Regions from separate parts of the Zea mays genome. Here region 1 is linked to region 2. The links are chromatin contacts, called in public Hi-C maps. All regions are on one chromosome and are shown on one strand. Each heading gives the region's core, a stretch centred on a gene start, on an enhancer-like site or on the middle of the called end of the contact. The rest is flanking DNA. Distances are from core to core; before and after follow the strand shown.

Region 1 (3,538 bases), core at 496-2,995, 380 kb after region 2:
CGAAGCATATGAAACATAAAAGATAGCACGAATAACCATATAACATTATTCATTTAACTTTATTATATCATCAAAGAGGAATAGAGACAATATCGAATTATAAATGTACCTTCGGCTTGGAAGGAGATGACAGTACAAACGTGACGCAAAAAGTGAATGCCAAGTCAGCGTGAACAGTACGGGGATACTGTTCACCTATTTATAGACACGGGACACAGCCCTTACAAAATTACATTCATGCCCCTTACATTTGATAATAACTCTATAGCAGTCTATCGAGGTCTGAATAGCCTTTTCATCTTTAAGTCGGTTCCACTCTTTGCCGTTACGCCGAAGCTTTCCTGCTCAACACCTTCGGCTCTGTATCAAGCTTCGTATTATTCCGGTATGCTGCAATGCCGACTTTAGTCTGAGGGTACCTGTTCACACATTGTACTACACAAATACTGTTAAATCCTGTTTTTGAGGACCTTCGGACGCCGAAGGTCCCCAACACCATACATGCGGAAAAATGGTAGTTCATGAAAAATTGTATGAATCAAATTGTATTTGTTATCATATATGATCGACTATGAATTGTGGTTGCCAATTAATTTAAAATCTCTCTAGTTATCTCTGTGTGCTATTATAATTCATTTAAATTGTATTTGCATATTTTTGTTAAAAATTAAATATTAATTCATTTAAATTGTATTTGCATATTTCTGTTAAAATTTAAAATATTTTCATATTTAAATTGTATTTTTCATATTTTCACAATCACAGACGGTTTTTCCTTAGGGTCCGTTTGTGAAAAGGATAGAGCACCACAGACGGTTATAAACAAAAACCGCTTGTGATACTATTACATCACAGACGTACCGAACCGCCTGAGACATCACAGGTGGTTTTCTAACCGAACCGCCTGTGATGTAAAAAGCCTACTGCTTATATAGAGTCAAATTGTACTATTACGAACAACCCTTTAGTCTAACAGCTCGCTCAAGAGCAGCAAAACACGGCGAGTCTTCCCGCGGCATGTCTACTGACCGGCCACAGGAAGAAACGAAACGCGGTCATGCACGCACGTACCTGCCCGGCTCCATAGGTGTGAGTGTGACGCCATACACGTGGCCATGCGCCCGTGCTGCTATAGCTTGATCACGCGCCCTTAAGGGGTGTTTGGTTTCTAGGGACTAATGTTTAGTCCCTTCATTTTGTTCCATTTTAGTATATAAATTGACAAATATAGAAACTAAAATAAAGGTTATAGTTTCTATATTTGATAATTTTGTAACTAAAGTGGAATAAAATGTAGGGACTAAAAATTAGTCCCTAGAAACCAAACACCCGTTAATTCGTGGCACAAGATAAGATCTCAGATGTGATAATGCACGCCATGGAGTGGGCGTGGGGCCCCCTCTCTTTGTTCCCGATGACCGGTCAGTCGCCATGCAAGTGGTACTAGTGGGAGTACCGAGTACCACTCGGTACGGTTGAACCGTTGGGGACGGCCTCGTGGTCGCTTATCCGGATCACACGCAGCACAGACCGCGACCTGATCTGACGTGTCCTGGGGCCGACGCGTCCGCGCAGCGTTGGCCATCTGCCACCATGTCGGCGACGACCGGGCGGGCTCAAGCGGCCGGCCGGGCCGGTGTTGCTGTCGCGGCTCGGTTTTGCTGATTGGTCCATTTGGCTTACCAACCCATCTCTTTCAGAGTTCAAAAAAAACCCATCTCTTTCACGCTCTCGCCTCCCCATGTCCATCGCCACGATACCTAAAAAAAGATCTACGCAGCGAAAAGGGCCGCGGAAAAAACGAGTTGTACGCGTCGGCTCCGCTTCTTGATCCCAACACCGCCACGATAATATAATACTAAATCTATCGTCCGCACCAGCAGCGAGTGAAGGAGGAGCCTGCCCGCGCCTGCGCCTGGTTGTAATTGTAGCTCACGCTCACCCTTCAGTTGACCACCGCTGCGGCAGCAATGGCGGCGAGTCGCCGGCAGCACCGCCGCGGCTTCCCGCTGGTCCCGCTGCTGCTGTCGCTCCTGGCGGCCGCCGCGTACGGCCGCCTCATCTCCGACGGCGGCCCGCCCGCGCCGCTCCTCCCGGTCATCCGCCTCGCGGCGCCGCCGGCCGAGGCCGAGTGCGAGCAGACCTACGGCTTCCTCCCCTGCACCACCACCGTGCTCGGCAACCTCTTCCTGGTGCTGGCCTACGGCTTCCTCATGTTCAAGGCGGCCACGTTCCTGTCGGCGGGCAGCGAGCTGCTGCTAGAGATCATGGGGCCCGGCCTCGTCGGCGGCCTCCTCCTCCCCATCCTCGGCGCCCTCCCCGACGCGCTCCTCGTCCTAGGTTCGCAATCCTCTTCCCTCCGCGCTTTGCTACTGAAATTCGTCAGTTGGTTAGTTTTTAGCTTTCTGAAAGGCTGGAAGCAAGATCCGATCCATCAAAGCCTTTTGACTTTCTCCCTTTCACTTTCTACGTGCCTTTGCATAATTGTCCTTTTCTTTAAATAAAATTTTTACTACAGCAAGCAGTACACGTTTATTTACCAAACCATAAAGCTTCCTGTGCTGCGAAACAGTAGTATCTGGGGAAGGTTATGTGTATGTGGCTATGTGCAGATTCTGACGTTGTCACAGTACTAACACAGAGGATCAGAACTAAGCACAGCAGATCAGATCTGCGATCCAAGTATCGCAGCCGGTGTACCAATGGACTTAAATTACAGATATGACATAGCACCTTGTTGCCTTGTTCAACAACGACCGGATCCCTGATCAGATCATTATCATGGTTTGTCCTCATCTGTCTGTTGATCACGTGTTGCAGTGTCCGGCCTCTCCGGGAGCAAAGAGGAGGCGCAGAGCCAGGTGCTGATCGGGATGGGGCTGCTCGCCGGTTCCACCGTCTTCCTCCTCACCCTGCTCTGGGGAACCTGTGTGGTCGTTGGCAAGTGTGACCTCGGGCCAGGCCGTGAGGCAGTAGATGTGACAGACACCAAGGGCTTCAGCTTGACTGGTACATTGCTTCCTCTGTCCTCTCTATATCTGTTGGTTGTTTATCATGTGATTTCGAAGTAGGATGCTGACAACAAAGGTTTCAGCTCTCCATTTCCAAAGAGAGGATGCTAAAGCTGGCAATTATGAACAATTGCGTTCTTTTTTACTGACTGCCAAGATTCGGTGGCAGGCACTGGTGTTACGACCGACGTGCAGACCAGCTACGCGGCACGGATCATGGGGCTATCTGTCATCCCCTTCATCATCGCTCAGTTCCCCAAGATGTTGAAGACGCACCACGGGCAGCGCCTCGCTATGCTGCTGGCCCTTGTCGTGTCGTTCGCGCTCGTGCTTGCCTACTGCCTGTACCAGGTAAACGAGATAGATACGTTTCTGACAGGGAGCGACGGCTCTACTAGATTGTTAAGGGTAAAAAAAAAACTTTGAGACGGTGAAACTGGATCCTCTGAAATCCCTGCACCAGGTTTTCCAGCCCTGGATTCAGAGGAGGAAGCTCGCGTACGCGAAGCACAAGCACGTGATCTCCG
Region 2 (3,738 bases), core at 69-2,568:
ACAATTTAGAGACTAAAATGGAGTGACTAAAAATTAGTCCCTAATAACCAAACATCTTCTAAATACCACATTGACCAAAGACTTGAAGTTTTAGTAACATATCATTTTGTCTTAAATGGGGGTATTGAATGACATAATTGCAGGACAGTGAACGGGTCAATGAGGTACTCCCATGACAAATATATTATGGGAAAATGTTATGGTTCTATAGTATATATTGGTTCCTTCGAAATGCCCACAACTGTCTACAGATTGCTACTATTGAGTCCAAACGAACCTTGTAGAGTTGTAGGATAAAATTCTGCTAAAGCAAACATCCGCGGAAATAGAGAAAACATTCCCCAAAACACGTGATTTCCACTAAAAACTGAATCAGAAAGATTTGACACCACCGCTTCCAATATTAATCAAATCAAACGAATCGACACCACATAAAAAATAAATACAATCACCGTCCAATCAAGCACACATAGAAACAGATCAACTTAAAACAACTGAATTGCTCAGAGTGTATCATCAGTCCCACTAACGGAGTGGCACCTCGTCAAGATCAAACCTAGTACATCAAAAGAAAGAAGGCAAACCTTTCCCTCAAAGAGAGACGCTAACCACCACACTACGGGAACGACCAACCGGTAACGCAAATCAACAAAGATAAGGAAGAAAAAAAAATCAACCTTTTACCAAACAGCCAATGAGAAAAGCAATCTAATCCTACACACGAACCCAGCCACAGCACCGATCCAAGCGCCTCGTTCTCCGATGAAGAATCAAGTCAAGAAGAAGAAAAGGAGCGTCACGGATCATACCTTGCGCTGCTGGTTCCCAAACCCAACGTAAAAGGGATCGTCGGTGGCCCCGTTGCCGCCTGCGGTGGAGCGGTAATCGAAGACCGGCGCATCCGCCGACAACGCTTTCTTGGGCGGCGACGCAGCCGCGGCCGGAGCCGAGGAAGGAACGAACTCCTTGGCGGCCGGGTTAAGATTGGAGAGCAGGTCCACAAGCTTCTGCACGCCCGCCTGGTACTCCACCTCCTTCGCCGCAGCAGACGCCGATCCCTCCGCCACCGCCGCCATACCTAGGACTGAGACGAGGCGGATCAATCGAGGCAGACGCCGGCGGCCGCCTGCCGATATCGGTCAAATCCACCCGCGGCCGGATGGGTGGATTGGGGTGGGGTAGGGCAGAAAGTGCCGGACGGATTCTACTGGTGCGAGGCCATCCAGCGTCTCTGCACACCGGAGCTGAGGGCGGTGGTGGCCTGGTGGGTGTGTGGCTGACGTGGTGCGACGCGGACCTGGGTGCCCTCGCCGACGGCGTCGATGGGGTGGGGCTGCTGGAGCGGGCCGCGGTTGGGTGCTACTGTGCCTACTAGTGCCTCAAGGCTATGGCCATTTTCGGGCTGGGAAATTTACGCGACTACGCGAGAGAGAATCGGGAGGAATCAAAACGGAAACCGGAGAGGAGGAGAAGGGCCGGCGGGTTGTTGGGCTCTCGGCCGCTCGGGTTCCGCGTGGGCATGGTCTCTACACTGCACGGGGAGGCGTGAAGCACGTGCGTAGCAGCACGGGGAGGCGTGAAGCAGCTTATCGACGGATTTATTAAACTCGCCTTGCGTCTCCATCTACATATTCTTGCGTTGCGTCTCCATATATTTTAAGGCATGATTTTACAGTACTATATTTTTGTCATTATTATGACAACACAGTCGTTTTGGCTAACTCCAAATAAATCACGGTCTTGAAAAACAATATTTGGATATAATATTGTAAATTATGGTATTAAGAAAAAGATAGACATTGCATTAAAACTTTAGATTTGAGTGGAGTTTTCAGTATTTCGAAAATACCATATTATCTAGAATATCATGGTTTTATAAACATATGACTTAACTACTATGTTATTACTAAAAACCATGATATTTCTAGAAACTGTAAAAATACATTAAACCTAAATAAGTCCTAAATTTATAGTTTTGAGCGGTGTTTTAAACTATGGGGTACAACGTTTGGCGATTTATTTGCTCTCGAAGTTAGAATTTATTAAATGATAGCTAACAGTTAGTCGTTAAAAATTAACTTACACTCTATTTAAATCTTAATACAATATGTCAAATAATATTTTGTTACTACTATCTAACTAATAAATGTAAGGAAAAGTTCAAATTGCCACTGTGCCCCAAGTTCATGTTACCCATAATCTATTAATTAGTCTACTTAACCTCCACAATTTGCAAAACCATATCACTTTTCATGTTGTAACAAAAATCTGAACCGGCTTGACGATGTGGTGTGGTTTTTCTTGTCACGTCATTTTTGATGTGGCAAGAACAAAATTCAACTCACGTCCTCCTCATGCAATCAGCTTATATAACCTCTGATATATTCAGCTCACATAACCCCCATTCGGCCATTCATATATAGCTTTTTCACAAAGTTGTGAGTATCCTCGCCGCATTCTAGTATTTGCGTCAAAGTTTAGTATAAATTCAATACCTTTTCAGACATAAATTCAGCATAACACTTTTTGAAAAAATGATTAAAATTGATCATTATGATTGTGACGCACGAACTTAGTTCACTATTATATTATCTACAATATTCTGCAAACACTCCAGCATGTCGTAGTGGTCGTCTTCTTCTTTCTTTTTTTGGTCCCTATATTTTACTTAGCCTTATTTTATTGCCTATCCTCCAACGCTTGATACGAAAATAGCTTAAAAATTGCTATACAAAGCCAACTAATAAAACAGAGTAACAAAAAGTGCACTTAACTGATAAGGCAATGAAGTCTCTAGATCATAAGATTGTCTATAACAGACACTGTAAAATAGAGGACACTGAACTATAGATGATATTGTTTGACACTGTTTTCAGAATATAGTTTGAAATATAGGATACGATACAAGATGAGATAATAACTCTACTGGAGGATAGTTAATAGAAAGTAGTCCAATAAGTTTGGGCCGTGCTTGCTGGGCCACCACGAGCCCGGCACGAAATATATGGCACGCAGCCTGGCCCAGCACAAAATAGAAAAAACCGGGCCAGCACGGCACGTTAGACGGGCTGGGCCGTGCTCCGGCTGGTGGCCCGATGACCCAACTAGCCCGGCACGCCATCGTGGGCCGTGCTCGAGCCAGCTCGACACGATTTAGGGTTAGGGACAGGGTGTCAGCCGTTCCTGTGGGCTGTGGCGGCGGCTCTCCGTTTAGGGTAAGGGTAGCGCCTTCTCGCCGAGCGTACGCTACCTGGAGAAGTTCTCGACGAGCCCAACGTCCAGACGTCGGCGGCGGGCCCTGCTCCTCGCCTCCTCTCCAAGCATCGCGCCCAGCGCCCAGACGTCAGCGGCGGGGCGCTGCTCCTCGCCTCCTCCCCAAGCATGGCGTGCCCGTCGGCCCCGATCACCACGTTCCTCGCACGTCCGCGATCCCCGGGCCACGTTCGCCGCACCGCGTCGGACCACGGCGGGCTCCTCCAGGTGGCCCCCGTTCCGACCCACCGCGTCAACCAGCGAGCCGCCGGGTGCGAACTCGAGGAGCAGCGCGGAAGCCCAGGAAGGGGAGCACGTGCGGGGAGCTGAGCGAGGCCATGATCCCGCCCTCGCGCCGCAGCTGCACCGTCACCGCCGCGCCGCCGGCCGACTTGACGACCACGAGCTCGCCCTCGCCCGCCGCGAACAACAATTCGTGTTGGGCCTACATTTACGGGCCGGGTCTGGGCCAGCACGACCCGATGC

The links. Hi-C and Micro-C count contacts between places; a contact is called where the count stands out from the background.
Region 1: a contact with region 2 is called in a Hi-C map of bundle sheath, with 4 times the contacts expected there. The contact joins the promoter of LOC100285177 here to the promoter of LOC100274095 in region 2. A contact is called at or near these places in 6 of 25 Hi-C or Micro-C datasets (bundle sheath, ear, leaf and 2 more).

What each region holds. Positions count from the first base shown.
Region 1 is chr8:24,973,389-24,976,926 of Zm-B73-REFERENCE-NAM-5.0, forward strand. It overlaps LOC100285177, which reads left to right and starts at 1,746. Exons shown (of 7, transcript NM_001158071.2): 1 at 1,746-2,340; 2 at 2,821-3,009; 3 at 3,181-3,362; 4 at 3,475-3,538. The coding sequence starts at 1,971.
Region 2 is chr8:24,598,668-24,602,405 of Zm-B73-REFERENCE-NAM-5.0, forward strand. It overlaps LOC100274095 (CID11), which reads right to left and starts at 1,319. Exons shown (of 10, transcript NM_001148474.1): 1 at 810-1,319. The coding sequence starts at 1,076.